4 separate regions of the Gossypium hirsutum genome follow, and all the other regions are linked to region 1. A link is a contact called in public Hi-C data. All regions are on one chromosome and are shown on one strand. The core of a region is the stretch at or near the end of the contact, and the rest is flanking DNA. Distances in the headings are between cores, read along the strand shown.

What was found. A called contact is a pair of places that touch in the nucleus more often than the background predicts.
Region 2: a Hi-C map of leaf shows a contact between it and region 1, with 2.5 times the contacts expected there. The contact joins the promoter of LOC107952035 here to the promoter of LOC107951479 in region 1. A contact is called at or near these places in 7 of 34 Hi-C or Micro-C datasets (callus, hypocotyl and leaf).
Region 3: a contact with region 1 is called in a Hi-C map of leaf, with 2.0 times the contacts expected there. The contact joins the promoter of LOC107951486 here to the promoter of LOC107951479 in region 1. A contact is called at or near these places in 10 of 34 Hi-C or Micro-C datasets (callus, hypocotyl, leaf and 2 more).
Region 4: a Hi-C map of leaf shows a contact between it and region 1, with 2.8 times the contacts expected there. The contact joins the promoter of LOC107951483 here to the promoter of LOC107951479 in region 1. A contact is called at or near these places in 13 of 34 Hi-C or Micro-C datasets (callus, hypocotyl, leaf and 2 more).

The regions. Positions count from the first base shown.
Region 1 is chrA02:14,104,695-14,111,599 of Gossypium_hirsutum_v2.1, reverse strand. LOC107951479 (proteasome subunit beta type-3-A) reads right to left here and starts at 3,291. Exons shown (of 7, transcript XM_016886544.2): 1 at 3,102-3,291; 2 at 2,815-2,996; 3 at 2,598-2,705; 4 at 1,842-1,931; 5 at 743-827; 6 at 434-528. The coding sequence starts at 3,107. It also overlaps the pseudogene LOC107951481.
Region 2 is chrA02:14,304,296-14,311,200 of Gossypium_hirsutum_v2.1, reverse strand. It overlaps LOC107952035 (aldehyde dehydrogenase family 3 member H1), which reads left to right and starts at 2,575. Exons shown (of 10, transcript XM_016887275.2): 1 at 2,575-3,074; 2 at 4,919-4,987; 3 at 5,086-5,182; 4 at 5,288-5,494. The coding sequence starts at 2,850.
Region 3 is chrA02:13,919,365-13,926,269 of Gossypium_hirsutum_v2.1, reverse strand. LOC107951486 (TAF5-like RNA polymerase II p300/CBP-associated factor-associated factor 65 kDa subunit 5L) reads left to right here and starts at 2,668. Exons shown (of 6, transcript XM_016886552.2): 1 at 2,668-4,219; 2 at 4,774-4,829; 3 at 4,976-5,248; 4 at 5,352-5,588; 5 at 5,840-5,959; 6 at 6,059-6,905. The coding sequence starts at 2,668. The coding sequence ends at 6,061. LOC107951487 reads right to left here and starts at 1,563. Exons shown (of 2, transcript XM_016886553.2): 1 at 1,065-1,563; 2 at 466-986. The coding sequence starts at 1,563. The coding sequence ends at 700.
Region 4 is chrA02:13,976,302-13,983,206 of Gossypium_hirsutum_v2.1, reverse strand. It overlaps LOC107951483 (SWI/SNF complex subunit SWI3C), which reads left to right and starts at 3,439. Exons shown (of 7, transcript XM_016886546.2): 1 at 3,439-3,763; 2 at 3,899-4,393; 3 at 5,124-5,659; 4 at 6,760-6,905. The coding sequence starts at 3,745.

The DNA.
Region 1 (6,905 bases), core at 2,042-4,541:
CATTCAAATTTGTAATGATAAGATGAGAGAAAATAAGAGAGATGTAAGTTTAGTGTACAAAATTACGCATTTTTAAAATCTTTTTTTTTTCTCTTATTTTTCAACTCTACTGAGCATTGAATGGAACGGAATTAGTTGTCTTCTAATTTTGCCATCTTTCCTTTCAAGCAAACTAATGGAAAGAAAAATATTTTTTCTATCTTTCTACTTTTTAACTCCACATTTCCATATTTTCAATTTTATTTCCTGCTTATCATGTAAAACCTAAGGGTTTCTAGCTATCCACCAATCATCATTCAAGAAACGAACATATACTGCATTTTCCCTATAAACAGCCAGATTCTTTTCGGCAAACATTATATAACAAATATAACCTAGGAATAAACTGCTAGGAGTACACACACACATACGAAAAACATTTGTAAATGCTTACACAACATAGACATGTCCTCCCCAACCACTCAGACAGTCGCGATCTACTGATGAAAGGAGAGCTTGGGAAACCGTCTCAAACAATTCCTCAGGTTCCTGGAGAAGAAAGCATTGAGTCAGTGAAGAATGAATTTGTATTTCTGGCATGAATATTTAATAGCAAGCAACCATAATTCTTTTTTAGCTTACGAGTCAATACACTGTAACCTTATCTACTTCAAAAGTGAGCACCATGTTTTAGTTTTTAGGTAATAATGTGAATGTGAATGTGTTCCAATTTGAGCATAGGGAAATAAATAAAATAACAAACCATGCCCTCCTTGAACATTGATTCACAGGCACCATAGAGAGACTCCGAGGCAGTGCCAGCTACAACAAAATCTTTCGCAAGCTCCCTGCATTTACAAGAAAGAAAACATAACATTTGTGATAATCTCAGCATTTGCTTCAAAAGGCTTTTACTAACCAAAACAATGAACATAAAGAGATCATTATAACCATAAGAGTTAAAATAGAATTGTCAGGCAATAATCCAATTCATTGACCCAAAAAATGGATAAACACAACATGAGGGTTAGTCATGGCAAAGATTGTAAGGCTACACTAACGGGCATTTATAAGTCAAATCTTTCAGAAGAGAGATAGACACAAGGAAAATGACACATGAAAAACTGTGATATATAGAACTGGATTAAAATTTTTTAGAAGTACTTCCTTCTTTGCAAGAAAGAAGATAGTTATTAAAACTATAAATATCAACATATTAATAAAAAGGTATCTTTTATAAAAGAAAATTATTATACATAATTGGTGGCTGGGGGATGGTTCTTGTTTATCACGTGCACAAGGAGACACAAAAGAATGCATAGGGGGCATAGTTCTTAATTTTGCTAATCATGTGATTACATATGGATACCTCAAGCCCCTAGTTTGCCAAATGTCAAGGATCATGCTTAAATGAGTTGTTTAAGACGGAATTGGAATGATCTTGGGATTCTTATATCAATCAGTTCCCGAATTACTGATTTTAAAGAAATGCAGGTTACTTAACCCCCAAAAAAAGGGCTCAAATTTCAGGTTTGGAATAATAGTGAGTTCTTTTAGTAACAAGTGTTCAAATTTCTGGTTCTCTCCTAGATGACACAGGTCTCTAGGCAATATGTCAACAGAGAAAAAGTCTACTTTCTTTAGATTTTGATTGACATATGAAAGAAAAATTCCTTTCCATGGAGGAGATTCGATTGGTAAGCTTATATTACCAAATAGAAAGTAACATGCATTAGGTTTACAAGAACAACACTCTTGGTTAGGTAAATACTGTGAGTAAAGGTAATACGGATGTACTTAACAACTAAGATAACTTCATGCTTTTTTGTTTCAAAAATTACAAGAGAATGAAGTCAACTTACTTGGCTCCGATGGAATCCATGGTGCAAATGAAGGGCTTGTCTTCATCTCCTAATCCAGCAATTACAGGTTGGCAGAAGTATGGACCAAACCTATGGGAAAAAATGCCACAAAACTTATCACAGACATATAAAATGGTGCACCCGTTCAAGTGTAATCCTCACACCAAATCTATTGTTTCCTAGAAATTCCTTCTAGCTAGACATATCATAAAGGAGGCTGGAGTTTATTAGTAAAAGAAGAGCCTCTCTGTTAGGTTTGAAGGCTAAACATGAAATTAAGGTTGGGCCAAGAATATATTTGATGCTCAGTTTCTTGTCATAAGGTAAGTGGACTATTCCCCTTCAAGGACATAAGCAAGGCCTTTTTCCTCTCCTGAACTGGTAACCAGTATTATTCAAGAGTACACTATAGCAAACCCGGAGCTTAGCTCAGTTGGTTAACGCAACCATCTACAAGAGGTGACATCCAAGTTCGGAGCTCAAATCCAGGCATTTGTCACCCATCCTCTACCCCAAGCGACCTTAATTCTATTATTGATTAATCAATTTCTCTCCTAGGACTTTTCTTTTGAAATTAATTAGAATACCAAACTAATCAATAGTTAGTACTTGGCTGCATAAAACAAAACTAAATCTTGCTATTTCTTCCAATAATCTCAAGAACTAAGTTGACAGCCTGAAATGTAAAAAATAAAAATAAAAATCTAACTTAGCCCAATATTAGAGGGGTAATAGGAAGGGAGATGTTAAACAGACCTTTTCTCGTAAAGAATCGCAGAAACAAGGTTAGCAAAAGTCTCAGGTTTCATGTCTCTTTCTTCTCTTAGCTGATACAGTTTGTGCCGAAAGACAAGCCTTTGATACCTTCAATTATTATCATTTAAAAGAAATAGAAAACCCAAATATTAGGATAAATCATTGTTTTTTATAGGGAACCAAAAAAAAAGCATAAAGGGAAAAATAAAGGGTATACAAGGTTTGAGCATCGGTGGCGAGGCCGGAGAGACCGAGGAAGAGGCGATCGTGGACTTTATAAATCCTCTGGAAATCGGTGGCGATAGTTTGGAGTTGAACTCCGAGTCTCCGATCGCTGGCAATGGCGAAGCAGTTCTTGCCTACCATGGCTATTAGGGCACTCCCGTTGTATTCGAAGATCTGCCATCATCATCCACCACCAAAACAATCCATTATTTAAATTAAATTAGGGTTTCAACAAAGGGGAAGAAAAAAAAAGATTCAGAAAAAAAAGAAATGACATACCGACATCGGAGAAATAAGGAGTCTTGCTATAAAATTTCAGTAAATTTAGGGGAGAAACTGATTTGATTTTAGCAAAAGCGGAGCTTAAAAGACTGAAGAGAGATGGCTTGGAGATCACTCCAGCTTCCAAAGTTTCAACCTTTGCATTTATTTTTAGGGTAAACTACCTAATTGGTCACCCAACTTTTAGTAGGTTTTCATTTTAGTTGCTCAAAATGAAATTATTACAATTTCATCACATAACTTTTAAGACAGTTTCATTTGTCACGCAACCATTAAATCTCTAAGGGTAATTAATTTGTAAATATCAGATCATATTCATGCTTTCGTTTTTTTCAAAAAAAAATCTTTTTTTAAATATTGATTAAGGTAAAACAATATTAAGGATTAATGTAAAAAAGAGAGTAAAAACTAAAATAATACTTTAAAAGTTATCAAATTGTACTTGTTTATCTCTTTATAGGAAGTTAATTATTTTTTTAATTTTAATATTGAAAATTTAAATTTCAAAACATCAAAATCAATTAAATAAGTTATTGAAAAAAAATTATCCATTAATAGTGTTAACCGTTTTACTTTTATAATATTAAAATTAATTAAATTAATTAATTTAGTCTCCTTTTAAATCTTAAAATTTTATTGTATATTTCCAAATTAAAATAAACTCAAATAAATCATCTTTAAGAATTGTTTATGAGACCCAATTTTTTTTATTGTATGATCTCGATTTTTTTACAATTAATTAAATTGATTAATTTTATATTCCATGCCAAATAAATTCAGAATTTTTTCATCACTTCTTTACCCAAACAAGCAATTAACTTAATTAATTGCTATAATTTTTCTTTGATTTTAGCTTTGTAAGGAAGATTTGAGATTATATAATTAAAATAAATTTAAATTTTTCAGAAAATTAATAATATGAGTTATTGAGTTGATTTCATTAAAAATAATATGGAAACATAAAGTAAAATTCTAAAATTTAGAAGGAGATTAATTTAATTAACTTCAATATTACAATAACAAAGTGATTAATATTATTAAGGACAATTTTTTAACAATTTATTTATTTGATTTGTATGTTTTTAAATTTAAAGTTTCAATATTAAAAACAAAAAGAAATTTAGAATTTTCAGCGTTGTAATAAACAAGTACAATTTGACAAATTCTTTAATGCTTTGTTTTAGTTTCTATCATTTTTTTCACTTTAATTCTTAATTTTTTATCCCAATCAATACTTTAAAAAAATATTTTATTAGGTGACTAAAATAAAAGCGACCTAAAAGTTAAGTGATCAAAATGAAAGTGTGAACATGATGCAGCATGTACAGATAATCACCATTAGAAATTTTAGGCTTGGAGAACAAAAATGAAAATACCTTAAAAATTTAGCAATGAAATTACAAGTATTTCATTTTAGTACCCAAAATTGAAAACCCCTAAAAATTAGGCAACCAATTAAGTAATTTACCTTTATTTTTAAAAGTGGAAAAAAAAATAGGGATAAAATGTTGGGCTTTTAATTCACTTCCTTCTTCTCTATCTCTTAGGCCTTACCCAATACATATGTTGGGCTGCCCTTTACTCTTTCTTTCTTTATATTTGATTTTTATTTTAAATATTTACTTAAGCGAGTTTAGTAACTAATTTTCTACAACCTATAAGCTTTTTAAAGGAGTAGCTACTGGATCTTTTAGTTTTTAATAATACGCTTTACAATGTTAAAGCTTACACTATATAAATACAAAAAGAAAACCTCCATTGTCTGCCCATTAGTCGAGCCAAGTATACCACTAATTCCTAGTTTGATTAGTCCAATCAATTCAAAGCAAATAAATTATTAAAAAATTAGTTTTTTTTATCTTATGCGATGCACATGTTATTTTTATATATTAGTTATATTATGTTAAATTTATTTTTTATTTTATTTTAAAAATTTACATTTTTACAAATAATATAACCTAAATATTATATGCAATATTATAAAATAAACAATGAAATCTTCATAACGTTCTTGTTTATTTCAAGCTATTCAAGAAATTTTTCACTAAGGGTATGTTTGTTTGGAAGTAAAACATTTTCCGGAAAAGCTTTTCAGCCTTTTCCCTTGTTTGTTTGGCTGAAAATATTTTCCCAAGGGAAAATCAATTACAAAACACAGGAAAAGAACCCTTAATTTTGGAAAATGTCTTACCGTTTCTAATTAGATAAGACATTTTCAGGAAAATTAGAAGCCAACACTGATTTTCTGCTTCCCCTTCCCCCATCCTTGACACCTGATCTTCTGCTAGAAGTCGCTCGAGCTACTCTAAATCCTCAGGCCGTTTACCTTATGGTGGCAACTCATTTAATTCCTACGATGGTCATAATCGTAACATGGGAGCTTATAGAACTGAGGGATGGGATACTGAGAGACGGGGATCTGATTTGCAATCTGGCAATCAGTTTGAATACCATGCCTTCCCTCAAACGTTAGATAAGTTGGAGTTGGAATTTAAGAGAGAGGCAACGGAACTTGGAAGAATTCGTGATAAGGAAGAAGATGAAGAGAATTATAAGCATCGGGAGGTAAGATGTTTATCTTGTTTGACAATCGTGTGTGCTTTTGGTGCTAAATGGTTTCTTTGACAAGCCTATATCCTTCTGAGATAAGGTAAATTTTTTTATAACTTAGTTATCAATGTTGGATTGTAACTTTTTGTATTGTTAATTAACTACAATGAACACCATGAAGTTCAAAAATCTAAAGCCGGAAACAGATGTTTTTGTTCTTACTTTGTTTCTTTACTCAAATGTCTTTTGGAGTGTTTCTGCATTTTCTTAATTTATCATGCAGGCAATCCAAGGGTAACTCTTGAAGTCATAAGGGATGTTTGCTTGTTGGCCAGAATGATGGCTGCCAATTTGTACTATTCCCAGCTTGAGGTATTAAGCTCGTCCATCGAACATGCTTTATAGAACTTTTCTGAAAGGACCCATTTTAGGCAAATTCTTGTCGATGTCTTTGCAGTTGTCCATGTGGCGTTACAGTGATGAGCTTCGTGTTCGTGCTGATGAACTTCATAGATCCTTAAGGAGATATGCTAAACACTACATAGGTATACACGCTGATTTCTGTTTTGTGTGCATTTTATTCTGAATCTAGATTATGCACTTTCTACATGATTAAATAGCTTTGCAGAATGGACTAAAGTTCTTGTTATCAGAATATACTTTGAATTGAAGTATAAAGACTTCTTCTCCCTCGCCAATTCTCCACGAAGGGATAAGATTTTTCTTTAGTGTATGTTTTTTAGCATGCTCAAAGATTGAATTTAGATTAAGTGACTTGGAAATGGCAGTATCTACAAATATTTTGTTTAATGATCTGTTATGTTGGTTAAGTTCTAATTGATGTAACTCTTGATGCAGAGTTTTGGAAACAAATCCCTCCCAGTGAACCCTACCGTGTTATTCTTGGTGATGTTAGGGACAAGCTGTATCAAACAAGTGAAAGGTCACGACAATTGTTATTTCATGGTATGTCTGAGATTCCGGGGGAAGCAAATTTCACCAACATTGAGCAGGTATCTTTTTGTTTGTCCTATATCATGGTTTTATTATTAGTTGGAATATCCCTACTTTTTACAAGTGAAATAGAGATTTACATATGTCACTCTACACTTTTCAAGTGTCTGTTGTGGGTATGCATCCAACAAGGGTATGTTCATTTTTTTCCATGTACTTAAAGAATCCTTGGAGGGCCATAGCCATGCCTTGATATGCATCGAGCTTAGGTGTTGAACATAGGTTCTTTGAAAAAAA
Region 2 (6,905 bases), core at 1,326-3,825, 200 kb before region 1:
ACTGGGCAACCTGGGGTGACAAATTTCTTTAGTTGAGGAAACCATTGTTGTCGGGCAATCTGAAATGATATTATATATCATTATAACGTCATTGTTGCCAAGCAACCGGGGTAATGGATCTGTCTATCCATACCGAGCCCGTGTCAAGTTAATGGGGTTATAAACACAAGAATTGTTAAACGGGTAAAGTAATGAAATGTGATGGAATTATGAAATGTGATATTATTTCATTTGATTTGAAAATGAGCCCTGGGGTCCGAGCATGTATAAAAGAGCCATTAAGCTTAAAAACAGTTGAAACATCAATATGAAAGGGATATATTTACTTAATTGATGAGGTTGAATATTAAACTAGTTTGTTTATGAATTGGATGATAAATGTTGTATTAATTTGCATATACATATACAATGGATTCTATGTTAACATGAATATAGGTATAATTGCTTTGAATTGGCATTTGAAGTATGGAATTGTTCAAAGTAATACTCATGCTTTGATTTTGAATTGAATAAATTCATATTAGCTTATACTTGTAATCCAATATCTTGAATCATAAAATTACCATTAAGCGATTTGCTCAGCATAAGGTTTTGTTTTTTTTATGCGTAAGTAACTTAGATTCATAGTAGATCATGATAAGGTCTTCTCAGCATCCAGAATTTAAACCCGACTTAGCAATGTTTGTGCATCTTTTATGTTTATAGTTGGCATGCACCTAATAGGTTAAGTTTTGTTGGGATAGAATAGTATTTATAATTAAATATTGCATTTTGATGTTTTAAAAATGATATATGTGGTTGATGTGTATATGCCTTTATCTGTATACAACTTAGAATTCTCATAGTCTGATTAAGGCATGAGATATGTAATGGTACCTTGAATGAAATGTATGAATGAACTTAATAAATGGTTTATATGTCATATGTCATGATATGCAATTTAGATTTGCTATGGTGCTGTTAGGGAATGATACATGAAATGGCAGCTTAATTATAAAGTGAAGAATGAATATGTATAGGTTTGCATCTAGAATAATAAGAATACTAGGTAAGTTAGTGAGAATGAATGGATGATTGGAAGTATTAGGTAGTTAGAACATGATGTTGATATGAATTGAAAGTTTTATGGCTTATTATGGAACCTATTTTTACTGTACATTTGGTCAAAAAGAAGAAAATAATAAGGTTAAATTGAATATGCATTGGTGTATCTTAAAAACACAAGTTGTGAGTTGGTATTGCAGAAATAGTATGTGACATCGTGACATCACATGCATGTCGTCGCGACAAGAAATGGCTTATAATGTCACGTTGAGACGAGAAACACTGTCGTCTCAACAAGGCCAAACAGTGAGTGACGTCGCGGAGACTGACGTTGTGACATGATAAATTGTTTGGTGACGTTACGATATGGTAATGATGACGTCACGACATCAACCCCGTATTTTAAAAATTTTACAATTCAGTCCTGATTTGATCTCGAGTTAAATTAAAAGCTTTCGTGAGCTCGTTTAGGACCCAAGAATGATTCTCTATTGTATTGTTTGTTTATAATTCTTATGAATAATAGCTTGATGACGTGAATTTGTATTTAATTTGATCGTAGTTGCTCCGGCAACGAATGTGGCACACTGTAGCTCAAACCCAGCAATCGGGTCAAGTATAGGGTATTACAAACGAACCCTAGTCAGAAAGTCACGTCCCGATGAGGAGCTCCCCAAAGTCGCGACATCAATTCAAAATTTTGTATCATTTACAATTTGATCCATTTCAATCTCGAGTTAATAAAGAGCTTTTGTAGGCTCGTCTAAGGCCCGAAAATGATAATGCATTGTTTAATTAGCATGAATTACTTGTATTTAAAGGTATATTGACATTAATTGGATGTTATTGATTGTAGTTGCTCTGGCAACAAATGTAACACTTTGTAACTCAGGCCTGACGATAGGGTCGGATATTGGGGTGTTATAAATAAAATGCTTACGTGTCCAATAAAGACACTATCGACTTGTCATCATTTTAAACACGCGACATAAAATTATTTTTGAAGACCTTTTAATATAATATATGATATTTCTTCAAAAAATATATAATATATGATATGATATGATATAATTATTGATGAAATTGAATTTTTTTTAGCTTAATGTAATATTTATTTAAAATTAAAATTAAATTGTTAAAATATGTAAATATTGAAAACTAAATATATTATTATAATAATTATGAAATATGATATCATCATATCCAAAAACATTTTACATCAGAACAAAACCAGATGGAAAATATTAAATATTAACGGTGAAATTGAAAGTCTTTATAACTTAGTTACCGAAAGAAAAATACACTAATAATTATTTAACTAAAGATGGAATTTACCATTAATTTTCTTTTTTATATTTTTAAATCTTGCTTTCTTATAAAGACAAGAACTATATTGAAATTCACGTCAACTTAACATTCCAGGTATGATTTATTTACATTTTTAAATTCAAAATTAAATCTAAAAGTCCAAAGTTAAAAAGAAAAATTAATTTATCTTTTTAATCGGTTGTATAGGTCCCCCATCAGAAGGTGAAGGTTTACCTTAATAGATCACAGCTGAGGAAAACGCCAGAGGTATGGCCCGGGTCACGGGCTCTTGTGCTATAGATCTATTTACGATCATACGCAGTTTCGTTGTTTTTGAGTATATTGGCAGGAAAAAGAAAAGGTGACGTAAGACATCATCATTATCAACGCCGGCAGAGTCCAATCAATTCAAAATCCTCATTTTGTTTTCTTGTTCTCTGCGGTTCCTTTTTTAAGATTCATAGTTGGAGCGTATTTGATTGATTATTTGGACGATAATGACGAGCGAAGTGGAGAACAAGCCGGTTTTTTGTACGGAGTCGGCAAAGGAGTTGGTGAAGGAGTTGAGAGCTAGCTTCGCAACCGGAAAGACTAAAAGCTACGAATGGAGGTTGACTCAGTTGAATGCCATGGTGAAGATGATGGAAGAGAAGGAGCCGCAAATCGTTGCTGCTCTTCACGATGATCTTTCCAAGCCGGAACTCGAATCCTCCATCTATGAGGTCAAATCTTTTGATTTCTTTTTAATTTTGAAATTTTATTTTCCTGTTATTCTTTCTTTTTAAAAAAAAATTGATTTTGGATTTGTTTTTTAGTTAATTAAATTTTAAAATGGATGAGAAGTAGAATTCAATGAAGTTATTTCACGTAGCATTAGTTGTTTAGTACAAAGTCTATAGGCGGCTGTAAGTCAGCTCTGGACAATTCTTGATTGGCATTTAATTATATCTAATCATAAAAACTTTACTGTTGGACTTGGTTACTGAATGAATCTGAATTTCAATTTTAAATTATTAAAACTTTGTTATTAATTATTGACCAGTCTCCAGATTAGAATATTCATAAAATAGATTTGATGGCTTTATTTGGTTACTGATAAACAACTTCAACTACTTTGTCTTTAAAGCTAACGGTGCTGTTTGGGGGGTTTATTTAGTTTTTCATGTCTAGATATACATTTGTATTAATATTATAAATTTTTATGAGAGACCCTGTTTCGTGTCAAGCTCCAACTCGAGAATCGTGAAATACATGAAGAGAACAGTTGGGAAGTTTTAGGAATCCTCTCTCTATTGTTGCTGGTGTGAAAAGGTTTTAGAAGTGTTTAAATACGTGACAGAATTGAAATCTTGATGGGCACAAGTAGCATTTATGGCATGCTAACAGTTAACTTTTTCTTGAAAACGGTTGATCAGTTTTCTGACTTTAAATGATTGCTAGATATATGCAGTGTTCCAAACTACTAGAACTCGAATATTTATTTCTAATCCAACTTGCTCACATGGTTAAAATCTCCAGCCACATGATGTAAGTATCGTAAGAAATATTTTCTTTTTTGGCCCTTTTTGTTTTTTTGTTCAGCCTCTATAGTATACTTTTATCAGTGAAGATTCTTCAAAATTATTAATTATTTGGAATATGTCTGGGCTTGGGGTAGATAGTCCCTGCGCTTGCCCATATTTAGTAGAGATCAGGATTAAGAATAATAAGTAACGGTTAAACTTCAATGCAGGAATGTATATCAGTAGGTGGACAGGATTTAGGAAAAAGAAAGAGATAGAGAGATGTATTGCTATTTACTGTTATTTTGAATAATTATAAGTTGGTGATTGGAGCTTTGACTGAGATAGACTACTGCTGTGAGGATAATTGTAGTTTTGATTAATTAATGTGGGGATACTTAATAATGGCATGAAAGCTAAATGAACTTTGATTATCGCCAATGAATACTTAAGGAGGTTTTTGAAAATTGTCATCTGTTTATAGTCACAGTTGTTTGCCACTTGTTTGAAAGAAACATTATTTGAGCCAAATGCCTAAATTATATATATTCAGTCTCTGGATTAAATGTGGAGGTTAGCGTGGTTTACTTTAAGATAGTTATATGCATCATTTAAGTCAACCTTTTGTGTTATGTTGATTAGATTTAAGAGCTAATGATAATGAATGTTGGACAGTAAGCAAATTTTCTTTTGAGGTTTCCTAAATGGTTGTTCTTGGCTTCAGTGTCACTTTTTGGCTGAAGATAAAAGTCGGTTACTTTTAGGTTTTTAACTTGGAAAATTAATATATTAGTTTACTATTGTTCTGGAGCAATTTATTTTTGTCATACAGGCAAGTTTATTTTGAGATGTCATCCTCTTATTAAGTTTGTGTAACTCTTGATGTTTGATATCTTTGTTTTAACCCTAAATGTCACACTAATTAGAAAACAAGAACTATGGAGAAGGCAACAATATTTGAGTTATTTATATTTGGCCTCCCGAGTGTGCTCTTCGTTTCTATGGAACTCCCACATAAAATAAGTAATCTTTTTCCTCTGATATTGACATGGTTGACACTTCAGATAGCAATGCTAAAGAACTCATTTAGATTGGCAGTCAAGAACATGAAGCATTGGATGATGCCAGAAAAGGTAAATATTTTGGATACCTCTCAAATGGGTGGAAGCTTTCATTTAGTTTTCTTTTTGGTATTAAAGAGTTGAATATGATTAACCTGCCTTTCTTGCAGGCAAAAACTTCATTGGTTACATTTCCTTCCTCTGCTGAAATTGTATCTGAACCATTGGGTGTGGTGTTAGTAATCTCAGCTTGGAATTATCCTTTTTGTATGTTAAACTCCGTGGTGAACTTGTTTACAGTCATGTTTTTCTTTTTCTTTTAATTTCTAAATTTTGTCGGAATGATGACTATAATTGTATATCTTCTTTCAGTGTTGTCTCTAGATCCAATTGTTGGAGCTATTGCAGCCGGTAATGCTATAGTCTTAAAGCCGTCAGAAATCGCTCCAGCCACATCATTGTTGCTTGCAAGGCTAGTAGCTGAGTATTTGGATAGCTCTTGCATAAAGGTTGTTGAAGGGGCTGTTCCTGAAACTGCAGCACTACTTGAGCAAAAGTGGGACAAAATACTGTATACAGGTCCTTGCTTATAATTGTCCTTCTCCTCCAGTTCAATCTTTTATGTCTTAATACACTTGGGCAACTTTATCTAAGGTTCATATGTGTAGGCTTCTAGAAGTTTGTGATCAAAGTGGATATTATCTTTCTATTACTTGTTATCAAACCACAGTTTGGGTCCTATTATTTAATTTAATATTATTAAATATTTTATTAGATTGAAAAATAGGAACTTCGAATCTTTTTCTATTTACTTCATGTATATCAGAAAAAAATTCGAAGTGGATATCTCAACCCGTGAAATGAAAAAATAGCCTCTGGAGTTTTTTTTTTTGTTTATATTCATCTGAAGGAAATATGAGAAAGAAAACAATAAATAAAAGAAATAAAATGAAGGAAATATATATATCAGACTATAGTAATTTAATACATATAGAAATCATAAAAATACATAAAATTATTGATTTTTATCAATTTCACAAACAAGATCCAAGAATAAGATTAGTTGATGGAGGAGGAGGGGTAGATCTGGGGATCAAGCTTTGAAATCTTAAATGTCTTCTGTGTGGATTCGGGACTCTTTATCCATCATAGATTCATGGTGAGGAGCCATATGGCGTCATGGTGATATAGATCATTTAATATTGTTTCCTTTTTAGCATTTAGTTTACATGTTTACCTGTAGCTTTGATCTAGTTTAGATGACTCTATGAATGAATGCAGTGTTAGATGCAAAATCAGGTCTTATTCATGTTTGGCCAGTATATGACTCGGAATTCTTTTTCAACGGCTTATCTTACAAACATTCGTTCTAGATTCTCCTGGCTAGCTTTTTCTCTCTCTAGGATTTATGGTGATGATTTGTGGTTATGATTCATCACTGGCTCCCTGGCCAACATACTGTGACTTTTATCCCTTATCTGGTTTGGAACCTGTATGAAGCAGAAAACATCAGGGCTTAGTGAGTTTGGCTCTTTCCACTGAAATCTCTCTTCAGCATGAACATTTTCAGATCCTTGGTTAGTTGATTAGAAGCACACACAAACAGAAATTAATGGACATTTATAAGATAGTTGTATAGACCCTTGGTTAGCAACAGCTACTGTGTTCCTTATAGAGAAGTGTCATTGAGACTATCTAGACTTTACTGGAACATGTAATTCTTCACTATGGAATATGGAAAGAACTGAAGCAGGTTTTGAGGGATTTATCTGGGGTTTGCTTTGGTATTTTAATTGGATCCTCTATTGTTATGCTGTCTTCAGATTCTTTTCTCAGCCATGTAATTTCACAATGTCTTAAATTGAGTTTTTTTTTCCCTTTTTTCATAAAGATGAAACATACTGCAAAGTTTTAGTGCTTTCCCCAAAGTTCTAATTTTCAGTGCGTGGTTGTTAATAGATGCTTTAGACATTGTCACATTGATGGTATT
Region 3 (6,905 bases), core at 1,419-3,918, 180 kb after region 1:
AGTTTTCAAGGATAGATAAAGGCTCTTGGGCGTCGACATATGTTCTTGTTCGAGAGGTCAAAATGAAAGAATTACGGTAAATAGAAGAAATGTATTCTCACATGTCTTAGATGAATATAAGTGGTAGCTTGTATCGAGTGCTTCATTTAAGTTGTTACCCAATAGATCATTGCATTGTAAACCAAAAAGTCGACCGACGTTGACTCAAATACGTGACAACATGAATATTCATGAGAAGTCAAACCAACCGAGATTATGCAGGTGGTGTAGGAACCTGGGCCATACAATACCATTATGTCCACATCGAAGTGATGATACAAGCATAACACATCATTAACATCAATTTTGTTGAAATATTAAACACGCGCTTTTGTCATACAATACAAATCAATAAATTATACAACTTTCTTCCATTATTCATGTACAGTCTTGATTTAATATTATGAAATGATAATAAAGACCAACTTTAATGAAAAAATGATATTGATTTAAAAACATAATAATGTACAAAATCGATACAATAAAAACGTTTGATATTTATTTCAATGTGAACATAAGAAGTACAATAATAAAGTAAATCAATCTAATCCCCGATTAGAATATGTGTTACATCGGGTTAACCAGCGGTTGCGAGACGGATTCCTTCTTGGTTCGACCTCCGGTATAGGTTGTGGTCTTGGCCTCTCATCTTCTTCACCTTCATTTGTGGTTGATTGCGACTGATTGCTCCTCGGTTACCCGTGCATCCTCCTGTCTAGGAATATGTGGTTGGGAAAATGATCCACCTTGGTAGAACAATGATCCTGGAGGTGTTTGAGGCACCATCGGAATAGAGGTATAACTATATTGTGTCCCATACATCGATGACATAGCAATTGGACTCTCGGTCGGTGCCCGAATCATAGATGGCCCATACGTCGTCGTTGTCGAAAATATCGATGGCATCAGCATGTAATACACCAGGGATAAAGGTCCAAAAACAAAACCTAGCATCGAAGTAAAAGTAGAAAAATGTGGAGAAATATATAATGCTTGTGTGAAAATGACAGGGTTAGTATACGCACCAGAATAAGACGAGACAAACTGACTTAGGGGTGGTGCGGTTATCGGTGTTGGTTCTTGTGTAGGTGCTGACAACGGACCCACCTCGCTAGACCCTGGATGTATAGGCGCCTGTCGTGACCTCCTCGTATGTGGTTGTCGACTCCTCGCCTCTTCCCCTAACAAGTATAACTTGCCATAAACCCTAAACCATTGTATGTACTTCGGATCGTAGGCTAGCTCTGGAACGACAATGACCTCGCTAGTAGGTAAAAACTCGTACATATTGTTCCACATGTTGATATATTGTGCGTGGAATATCAACCTATTCTCATCTATCCTCCCTTGCAAGTCGATAGGATGTAGATCATCGAGGTCTTGAGGTGCCACTGAAATTTGTTGCCTGAACTCGAATTGCTGCAACACTTTATCCGACTCGTACATCTCTACAGTAGTGTTCACTACCAATGACACCTTCACGTGCCAGATGTTGGATTCACCAAAAATTTCGATGGGATGCATTCTTAAATTGTCGGATCCTCATATGACATCCATTCAAACATAGTTATATATATATTACTAATTAAATAGCCATTGAAGAAAGTAGCACCTTACTGTTAGGGAAAACACTTTCACCTGGAGGTATTTTCAGGTAACTTAACTGAAAATGCATTCTGAAAATATTTTACTTACAACTGTCGTAAGCGTTTTCCAGCAAAACATAAATTGTGATAAATGCTTTAGATTGAGCAGAATGGTATGCATATGCTAACATGTTTAAATATGCATTGAACTTCTCATGCGGTCATGTCTATTACTCAATTTGCATATTTCTTAAACATATTGTGTTCGTGTTTTTTTATTGTGATCTGTAGCATCTTTCTTCATCCTCCTAACCTTTCTGAATAAAATCTCATCATAAATAATTAAAAAGGCAAAAAACGAAAGTAGCTATGTATACTCACCAGCTCCCCAGCCAGTTCTCATCCCAAATGCTTACTGGAAATTCCCAATGAACTGAAATAACCAAGGGAAAAAGATCTTATCATGCTTAATCATGTTATATATGTCTCAAACTCGAATAACGTCAGATTTTCAGACTTCTGTCGGAGCTTTAAACAATGGCAAATGCATCGTATAAAACAGTGGATTGCGAATCCAGGCGATGAATTTATAAGAAAAAGGATCCAATTCGGGACTTCTAGGACTCACTGTTAGTGACACGAGAAACAAGAATGAGCTGATGAATCCACCTAGAATGGTGAACAGTTCTGAGGACGCTAATTTTCCTCGATACATCATTTGGAGTGAAAGAATGACGGTAAATAGAAGAAACGAATAGAGCATTGAATTTCTTGATCCTGCCATGCTCTTTAAACCCTCAATGCGCCGCCGTACGCCGCCGGTCCCTCTCCGTTGCGATATCGATACGTCAAATTTCAGAGAAAGATGTATTCAGAGAAAACGAACTGCTGGTAAAGGAGAGTGATTTTGGTATTATTTGGAAACTGTAAGGGTAAAAATGTCAGAAGGTAGATTTTGGTCAAAGTGAAACGACGTGTTTTTTGGGAGGGTACAGCTTTTTAAGAAGACGAAACTTCTTTCTTTTTTCTCTGCCCGGCGGCGATGGAGTCGCAGGACTTACCGGAATGTCCAGTCTGTTTGCAACCGTACGACGGCGCGTGCACGATCCCGCGTGTGCTCGCGTGTGGCCACACGGTGTGCGAGTCATGCCTATTAAACCTCCCTAAGAAACTCCCGGGAGCAATCCGATGCCCCGCGTGTACGGTGCTCGTCAAGTACCCACCGGAGGGCCCCACGACTCTCCCCAAAAACATCGACCTCCTTAGACTAATCCCCGGCGGCTCTGAAAATCCCCGAAAACCCGTCAACAAATCCAAAAATGTCTCCAATCTCCCTTTCCTCCCTCGTTCTTGGTCCGACGAGTTTTATTCCAACTGGAAAAGCTACCTTCTCCGTGACGATACCGTTGAGAGAGACCAAGTGAGCCTTTTGCCTGTTGGGTCTTTTTCAAGTGGCGAGGAGGATGGTTCTTTGTTTAAGGCTGGATATCTCGTGAGAGTTATGGATTGTTTGCGTGAAATGAAAGAAGAGGAAAGAGAGGACTTGGGTTTAGTTTTAAGAGCTTTTACTAAGCAAAATTGTAGAATTTGTAGAGTTTTGGGTCTGTGGGGTGATCTTGGGGATGGGGTTCTGTATTTAGTGAGTGAGAAGCAAAAATGGGGGAACTTTTTGGATAAGGACTTGGGGTGTTTTGAGAAAGAAGGGGTTTTTAATTTTGCACTGATGGGTATGGAAATGTGTGAGGCAGTCATTTCTTTACATAAAGAAGGGTTGATTGCTGGTTGCTTGAGCTTTTCTTGCTTTCAATTGGATGATTTTGGGCATATATATCTTGATTTGAATGAGGTGTTATTGACTGGAAGGGGAATTCAAGATATTGTTGCAAATGTTGGATTTAGTGGGAACAAGATTGGTGATGGAGAAATCGGTATGTTGTTTAAAGATTTGTTGAAAAGGGATGTGTTTATTAGCCCTGAGGTGTTGCTTAAGCTGTTAGAGAAAGAGGGTATTGGGGTAGAGTGTTGTAGCTTGAAATATCCAATAAGATATAGCTCGGATGCTTGGTTGTTAAGTTGTATTCTTCTTAGGATTGTCAATGAGGATGTCTTTAGTGATGAATGGGTTGAATATATGTGCCATATTATTGTGAAAGGAAGTGAAAATAGTGAAATAGATTGTTCAAGTGTCTATACAAGTTTGATGGAGAAAGTGAGTTCTTTATTGGGAACTAAATTTGGTGCCGAATGTGCATCTTTGCAGCAGATTCTATGTAAATGCTTGGATCTTGATCCCGAGAATCGTTCACTAGCGGGAGATGTGTGGAAATGTATTAGGGAGCTAGTTATTAAACCTCAGTTTGATAAAATGGTGAAATTGGATGGTGCAAGTTATGATGAGAATGGAGGTCGATGTATGGTTGTTGGGAAATTGTGTCTGTTGTCCAGGGAAAGAACCGAAACACAGGAAAAATATGAGTTACCAGGAAAAGAAGCAAATGGTGCAACAGACATGGTTAATGGTCTTACAGAGGGCAGAATTAAATGGAAAGATTTGCAAGGCCATCTTGATTGTGTTACTGGATTAGCTGTAGGAGGTATAGTTTCTTATCTGTCTTTAACATATGCTGTTTCAATTTTGATACTGCTGACTGCTAATTGGTGGAAAGGGTTCTTAGTAGTCGATACCTTGTTATGGCTTTTGTATTTAGGAACTTTACAAGCATAAGGCCTGTGAATATTTGGTAGTTTGCTGCCACTTCTATAAAATGCAATAAAAAAATTTAACTTAGCATTCGCTGTTGCATGGTGCTAGTCCTAGTATAGTCATTATCCACGTTACAAGGATTCCTTTTGTTAATAAGGTGGCTGTTTTGAGGCCTGGGTGGGAGGGCTTTGGTGATTTGCATTTCGATCATTGAAACAGAGTTTCTTCCATTACACAATTGCGTGTCACATGATCCTGGACCATGATTCTTCGAATCTTAAGCTGCCTCATATCCGGTTAAACAATGTTGTTTTACCCTTCTCTTTTCCTTTTCGATGTTAATGGTATGCTGGATCTTCTTCTTGACATATATGGTTTTAAATGATTTCATGAATCTTAGGTAAATTTAGGAGATGTATTCATATTTTCTTTTTGCTGTTCTAGGGGGTTATCTGTTTAGCTCCTCCTTCGATAAATCAGTCAAAGTATGGTCCCTGCAGGTATGCTCTCCTAAATTATCATTTATTCAAGTGGGTGTATTATGATTTAAATTCAATCATACTCTGCAAGCGTAACTGTTCCATGAGTAATTTAGTTTGGAATATTGGCTCATTTTGAATCAGTTTCTTCCCGCATCTATTTACAGGATTACTCTCATGTGCATACGTTCAGAGGTCATGAGCATAAGGTAATGGCTGTTGTCTGTGTGGATGAAGAACAGCCATTATGCATTAGTGGCGATAGTGGAGGTGGCATATTTTTATGGAGCATTAATATCCCTTTCGGACAAGATCCGTTAAAGAAATGGTACGAGGAAAAGGATTGGCGCTATAGTGGAATCCATGCTTTGGCAGTTTCAGAAAATGGCTATTTATACACTGGAAGTGGAGATAAATTGATTAAAGAATGGTCATTGCGGGTATAATTATTTGATTTTCATTTCATGTGTGCTGCTTATTTCTTAACCTTTTGAAATGCTAGATGATAATAATTTGGAACCTTGCTTTCCTTTTCTCTTCCAGGATGGCACCCTGTCAGGCACTATGACTGGCCATAAATCGGTAGTTTCTGCCGTAGCAGTGAATAATGGAGTTCTTTACAGCGGGAGTTGGGATGGAACTGTTCGATTATGGAGTCTAAGTGATCATAGTCTTTTGACTGTTTTAGGGGAAGGCATGCTGAGATCTGTGTCCACTGTCTTGTCTCTTGCAGCTGACCAGCATACACTTATTGCTACTTACGAAAATGGCTCTGTGAAGGTTCTTTGTTCTTCAAACTGCTGTCGAATTTGTCTTTTATTCTCGTATTCTCACATGTGCATTTACTTATTTCCTGGAAATGAATTTATGCCACAGTACTCAAACGAATTTTGCTATTTAGCTTCTCCGGTCCATTTGAAAAAGGCCAGATGCGAATATGCTGTTCTTGCCAACCCATCTTCCTTTCCTTTTTCTTTCATTCTCTCGAGTTTGATAATAAAATCATTTCTTTCTTTCATGCTTCTTTCCAGATCTGGAGGCATGATGTGCTTAGGAAATCGATGCAAATACACAATGGTGCCATTTTCACTGTTAGCTTGGATGGGAAATGGCTTTTTACAGGAAGTTGGGACAGAACCATCAAGGCACAGGTTTGAACACAAGCTTGACTAATTAATCTTTGTTTGCCTGAGAAGCAGGCTGTAGAAGCATTTTATCCATGTTTCGATTTACAAATGTCATTGATATAGTGATTTGCAGGAACTAGCAGGAGATGATGTTGAAGTAGATGTTCGACATATTGGATCGATTCCTTGTGATTCTGTTATAACAGCTTTATCATACTCAGAAGGGAAGCTTTTTGTCGGTTTTGGTGATCGGACCGTTAAGGTATGTTCCATACCTTTTTGTAGTTTTTCATGAGAATTTGCTCCTTTTATGTCATTTCTCATGAGGTAACAATCCAATATGTATTTTACACAAATAATCACTTTATTCTTTGTTTGCCTGGTATTAGTTATAGTTGACATCACATACATTTTTTCATTTGATAACTTTTTTATTTTATTTTATTTTATTTCAATTCTTTCAATTCAACAGAGAATTCCTGTGTTTCCCTTGCTAGGCTTTAAGACCTCGGCATGTTGACGATAACCAACAACGAAAACAAGATTTGCTATTCTTTATCTGTTTGTTTTTCGTTTACGTTTTCAGTTTCCTACCAACCGTGGATGAACTGCTCAATCAGTTAACACTGATCTCAACTTGTAGGTATACTATCAGGGGAAGTGATCAAAGCCTTATTGGCTTGCATTTCTAGGACCCCGAAGGTTTTGATGGAGTGGTATACGATAGGCAACGGGTTGGTGACCTTTGTACAGAAAATATACCAATACATGTATACAGGGGGTGAGTAGTGTGAAATGTCTATACACTATCAACTCTTGTTCAAGTTCTTCTCAAGCTAAGAGTATAATGACAGTAAATATAGTCCATGTTACCCGGGTTCAGGATTCAAAAGTGAATATCAGATATGGGTATGTTTATGTCAAACACATTCCAAATGCGAATGTTTTAAGGAAAATAAAGGCTTCAGAT
Region 4 (6,905 bases), core at 2,190-4,689, 130 kb after region 1:
CATGTGCCTCACATCGAATGGCCATACGGCCTGAGACACGGGCATGTCATCTAGCCGTGTGAGCCACATGGCCTGTGCCCTATATTTAAGAAAAATTTTGAAATTTCGCGAATATTTTTTTGAGATTCTGGTTTAGTCCTGATTTGATTCTAACGTGTATTTGGGGCCTTAAGGACCCAATTAAGGGACGACGAATATGAATAGTAAATAACATAAATTTTCTGTAATTGATTTGTAAACTCCGGTAATGCTCCGTGGCTTTGTTCCAACGACGGATAGGGGTTAGGGGTGTTATAACCTACAACCGTTAGGAATTTATTGGTTAATCTCGTACTGTTGTACTATTTATAATTTGGTCCTTAGATTAACATATTTAATTTTCTTGCAAAACTTTCTTGTTATGATTTGCTATACTATAAAATAATACAAGTAGTCGCTTAAACTCTATAATATATGCTATTTATCACTCAATCGCTGTCTCTTTTGGGTTTGACCCCTTGGATACTTCGTGTTCCATTAGAACTATAAATATTACAACTAACTTATACGCTTGCAGTGAAACCATACTTTAAATTTGCTTTATAAAATCGTTTGTTTATTGCGCACGCATGCACGTAGTTACAAATAACAGTAGCAAAGAATATTTCAAATGGTTTTACCCCATATTAAACCAACATTAATCCTCAAATTACCAATAAGCCATTCAACCAAAAAAACGTGAAGAAGGACTATTAACTCCATTGGATCCCAATAAACTTCTCCAAAGTCTAGTGATCTCTTGACACTCTTTCAAAACTTGTAAGACTAGTTCCTTCATTACTCCACAAATTGAACACGTTGGATCCTCTACCATACCTTCTCTGCATCCGTGTGACATTCGTTAACAATCTATTTTTCATTGCTTGCCATAAGATGTAAAGCTTAATTGTGCTGAAAGGGATGAATTGGTGATTCAAAACTTTGCAAGAAAGATGAATAAAAATTGACACAATGATATATAGTGGTTCAACCCCAATTGCTTACACTCATTACCTTAGCTCTTTAAAATTAAAGGTTTCCCAAATCCATGAAACCTTTTAAGGATAAGGTTTCACTTTATAACATTATCTTTTGAATAGACAAGATAGACCCATTTCCCATTAAAGTTTTCTACCCACAACCTTAAGTGACCTCTCACAAATTTTAGAAATGAATAGTTAAAAAGAAATGCCTACCAAAGGGTTATATACAATAATCAAGCTCAGTTAAATGAATTACTAACACTTGAAAATAATGAAAGAAAATAAAACCCCAAGTGTGAACAAGAGAAATATGAAAATTATAAGTGAAAGATTGGATTTTTACACAATAAGCTTTATGAACTTGTTTCTTGTCTTCTTTTTTTATGTTCTTGAGTTATATTTATACCTTTCATTGATTTCTAGTCGCTTAGAGTAATTAGAGGGAAAATTGAGTTGTTGAAGACATTTACTTGAACATTAAATGCAGTTGTAAGGGCCTATGTTTCGCTACTTGGACTTTAAGTTCTGATACCCTGCTTAAATAAAGTAATCGTTAAAGCTATAGGTACCAGACTCTAAGGTTATGTTCAAATACCTCTTGCTTTAGGGTTCAGTTCTTCTTCATTTGGGGTTCAATACCCCCAAATGTTCAAAAATTGATTTGGCACCCCAAGTTCCAGAGCACATAAGCTTGGGTCCAATACATAGTAATATATATAGACACTTATGCCCAAGGGGTTCAATACCCTTAAAGTCAGTAAGTTGTGTTATGGTATCCTTACTAATGGTATTGAACCATAGCCTAAGTTATGCAAAAAATAAGTTTTAAAAGTACTTTTAGGAGCTTCTAATCTTCATAATTTTTTTTAGATGTTTAAACAATTTTGAAAATTACTTGAAACTATTTTTTGAAGGTTTAACATGAGATCTTATAAAATTTAATTAAGGAAATATTCTGTTATATCAAAATATTTAAAAATAAAAACTAACATAAGAAAACCCGAATACATTGAAGTATAGAGCATTCCCAAACAATCTTCCATTACATTCTTTTTCACCCCAAAGATCTTCCATCAAACTATTATAAGCTTCTCTAAGTGAAACGATGTTATGGATCCACCAAATCTTTGATTAACAAACTATACACACAAATTTTAAATTGAAAGTTGACTTGAAATTTCTAAGTCAAATTTATTGATAACTTTGAAAGAGAAGTTACAATCTCTGGATTTCTTTACAAAGAAAACTTATTTGATTCTTCTCTTTGATTTAGCTGTAATCCAAAGTTGTCTAGACTTGGTCTTGGATGGATGTGATTACTTCAAGGGTCATGTTGACTTCTTCTTGAAATAGGTTTGGACCTTTTTTCTTTAGTTGATTTGGATCGAAAGACAACTTTTTTCAGAAACGACTTTTGTCTTCTTCTCCAAATATGAACTGGATTGGAAGGTTCATCAAAATTTCTTCAAGTTCTTCAACTTCTTCAGATAATTTTGATGAGATCTTTTGGGCTTCTTGAACTTGTGAATTTGCATAATGGCTTGGGGCCACCTCTTCTTATACTACTAATTACTTGAATAAAAGAAAGTTCTACAAGTAATTAAAGTCTTTTATTTATTATTTTTCTCTTATTAATTGATTAAAGATGAAATAATAATTTAATTTTATCATTTAATTATTTTATTTTTAATTAGGGATAAATTTATCTATTAATTAACTTAAACTAATTAGAGAAAAATAATTATGATGTCATCAAATTTTCACCATGATAAGTTTGGCTCGACTTACAATAACTTCAGCTTGATACGTGACACTTTGTAATTGGTCCGGAAATTTATGATCACATGAATCTCTAGGAAGACCTAATTGTTGTATTCAACTGTCAGACCAAAGCCGCATCGTAGTGTCATCCTAGTGACCACATCAAATTAACTTTATGAAAATCCTAGATTTTTTATAAGTGATCTCTATGGAGCATAACAATTAGCTCTTTCTATTGAATTCAAAGTATCTTATCCAGTCGATAAAAAATATTTTTAATTGAGAGTAACTTATGCTTTGACAGTTATTTGTGACTCGTGTAACTCAACCAACTATATCTAAACTTAAAATTTTCATATTTAATTGTGTTTCTATGACATATATGATTTTTAAAAATAATTAAAAAGTTTATAAAAACCGGTTTTAGCTAGGTTCACTAATCAATAGATTTTTTTACTTTTCATTGGACTTGTACCTTGACCGGTTAGATCAATTCAAAAAATATTGATGAAACCCAATGTTATTAGAACTCAATTGAATTGAGAACTTGTCAATATATCAGTCCAAACCAGGGGAATAAATGAATCTCTAAATATAAGATTAAATCGAAAATCAATGGTATGTCGAGATTCGATACCTATTTGACTTTTATAACATTGACTAAACGTTGGTGGGTAACCAAGTGAGCCCACTAAGCCTACTCACGCCAAGATCCCAAAGGAAAAACGGTGAAGTGCGGGAGGGGAAAAGTTAAGAAACAGAGGGCAGAACCAAAACAAAGAAGAGAAAGAGAAGAGAAAAGAAAAGAAAAGAAAAGGAAAGTCCCTATTCACTTTCTCTTTCTCCTTCTCCTTCTGCTAATATACTACTACTACTACACCTTTCTCGTCCCTGCAATTTTAATCCCCCACCCCACAAAATTCTTTCGCCATTTCACACACTTCCTCTCTGTAATTTCACCTTTCACTTCTAATTCAATCCAATGCCTGCTTCTTCTTCAGGCAATCTCTCGTCCCTCTTTTTTCTTTTAATTATTTTCTCATTTTCCGTATCCAATGATAATAAAATTTAAGTTACCCTAATTACGTTTTTCATTTTTCCTAGAATTAATTTTTTTAATTTTTTTTTTGGGATAGATGGTCGAGGTAGATGGAAGCGGCGGAAGCGAGAGCGAAGATTGAAGCACCAGCTGGAAGAAAAGGATGTGGTTCCGGAGGAAGACGATGAAGAAGAGAACAACGATGACCTTGACAACTCCGGGGACGATGCCGCCGGTGTCGCCACGGATCCATCCTTACCGGGCTCCAGCGAGAGTGAGGTCCTGGCCGGCGGTGGACTTCGCATCTCGGAGTTCCCTCCCGTGGTGAAGAGAACCGTGAACTGTCCTCACGGTTCCGTAATGGCGATCGTGGCATCTGAACGGGCGGGTTTGATTGGGGATAGTAAGGTGCATCAGCAGGTTGAGCTGGCGGTTTTGGAGAATGTTTCGCACGGGCAGATACAGTCGGTTTCTACGGAAGCTCCCGTTGTTGATCCGGAGAAGTATGTGATCACCCCTCCTCCTATAATGGAGGGTCGTGGTGTTGTTAAGAGGTTTGGGAGTACGGTTCATGTCCTGCCAATGCATTCAGGTTCGGTTCCGCTGTCTCTTTAATATCTTCATGCTTTAAACTTTTGCCTGGTTTCAATTTTGAGTCTGACTTTGGCTAGCCGAAAGAATAATCTGGAAACAAGTTTAGGGGGTTTAATTTCAACAAATTTCCTATAAATCAAGGGTATAAATAGATGGAGCTTATTTATATTAATTGACTGTAAGTGGTATTAAGATGTAGGATTGAAGAGTTTCAAAGGTTTGACTTTCGTCTGTTTCTCGTAGTGAACGCAAGCTGCTAATATTTGGTGAATGTTCTTTCTTTGTACCTTTCAAAAAAAAAAAGTTCTTTCTTTATCAGCTTGAATTTAAGATGCACTGTTGGAAAAGTCTTTTGAGAAAGTATATAATTTAAGTTCCTTTTTGTATTTGACTGGGGAACTTTATAATCGTTTTTTTTATGTGAGTTGATTAGTATCTAGACTAGACCTTCTTTTGATTGGACTCTAAGAAATGTCTTGAATCTTGATCTAGCTCAGACAGGAGATGTAATCTAAATTAAAACAAAAGTTAAGCAATTTAAACTTGGGTTGGTTTTATTTACATGATATGTGTGTCGTGTCATGTCATGTCATGTCATGTCTAGCATTAGTAGAAGAAATATGCATTATAAACTCCAAGCTTATGTTGCACCCTCTCTCTTTGTGAACTAAAATCTTCTTATTCGTGTATTAATAATTGGTTGTGTTTGTGGGTTTCCTTGCAAGCAGAGTGGTTTTCACCAGCCACAGTGCATCGTCTAGAAAGACAAGTTGTGCCACTTTTCTTCTCTGGGAAGTCACCTGAACACACGCCAGAAAGATATATTGAATGTAGAAACCAAATAGTTGTCAAATACATGGATAATCCTGGGAAGAGAATTACAGTTTCTGATTGTCAGGGGTTGGTAAATGGTATCAATAATGAGGATTTAACTCGGATTTTTCGGTTTCTTGATCACTGGGGAATCATCAATTATTGTGCAGCTGCACCAAGTCATGAGCCATGGAAAGTTGGATCCTACTTAAGGGAGGAATCAAATGGTGAGGTTCATGTGCCATCAGCTGCTTTAAAGTCTATTGATAGTTTGATCAAATTTGAAAAGCCGAAATGTAGGCTTAAGGCAGCAGATGTTTATTCCCCATTGTCATGTCATGATAACGATGTCTCTGACTTGGACAACAGAATACGAGAGCGCTTATCTGAAAACTATTGTAGTTCTTGTTCTCAGCCTATTCCCACCTCATATTATCAGTCACAAAAGGAGGTATGTGACTTTATGGCCATCTTAATATTTATATTTTTCATGGTAAGCCTTGATAGTTCTTTCTGATGTTCATCTGACCAATTCCTTGCTCCATATGTACAAATTTTACCTTGAAAATTTAATGAACTGCAGAAATATAATTTAATGAACTGCATACCATGTATGAAGGGATGGTTTGTGCAATATTTATTAGTAGTTTTTCCCTTTGTTTTTTGGGGAAGAATAATACCATTCTTGAAATTGTTAGAGAAAATCCATTTCGCTTAGGATTTTGGCAGCTTTCGCTATATCAGCAGAGTCACTCCTAGGTCATGCCACCTTTGAGTTTGGAGCTCAAACACTTTTATCTGGTCATTCATCTGGCAGTTCCATAATGTTAGGAACACTAGGACCTGGTGTACTTTTCCAAAATGTTTGTCATATATGATATTTATTACCGTTTCTTTCATCTATACAAAATGGAAGTCCCTGGAAGTCCATGTTAGGTAATTTCTATTTGGTTTTGGTGGTCAAGAAATGAACTACTATAGATTTCTATCTTTACTTGTAGACAATGAAGTTTCTTGCTAGAAGTAAGCACTTGTTTATGGTAACTAATTCTTGTTCACCATAGGATGTGGTTTACAAAGATGAGTTTTAGTGTTTGGTTTGACTTGATTTGACTTGTTCACCATAGGATGTGGTTTACAAAGATGAGTTTTAGTGTTTGGTTTGACTTGATTTGATTTGGTTTCTGATCATATATACTCTTTCAGTGAGTAGCTTAGGTTACTTCTCGGTATATTTTTGGATTTAATAATTTATGGTGGCTACAAGGCATAAAAAAGTAAGCCAGACAAATCATACAAATTAGTTAGAATGGTTACTTGCTTAAAAGTATTCTGAGAATTGAATCATGAGGTGAACATTGGTCTGGTGTCAGAGTGAAAGGACTAAACTTTGATAAGTGCATCATAGTGGAGCTAAGTTTAAAGTGCTGTTGCTTAATCTGAAATGTTAAGGTTCACATGAAGCACTTTGGGATTTCATAAACTGTCTTTTAAGATGTTGATTTTCTGAAATCTTTATGTTAATAATGCTCATTTGTTGCTATTTGACAGGTTGATACGCTACTTTGTTCTGATTGCTTCCATGATGGGAGATTTTTTTCTGGTCATTCAAGCATAGATTTTGTTAGGGTAGAGTCAACAAAAGATTATGGTGACCTAGATGGAGAAAGTTGGAGTGATCAGGAAACGCTAATGCT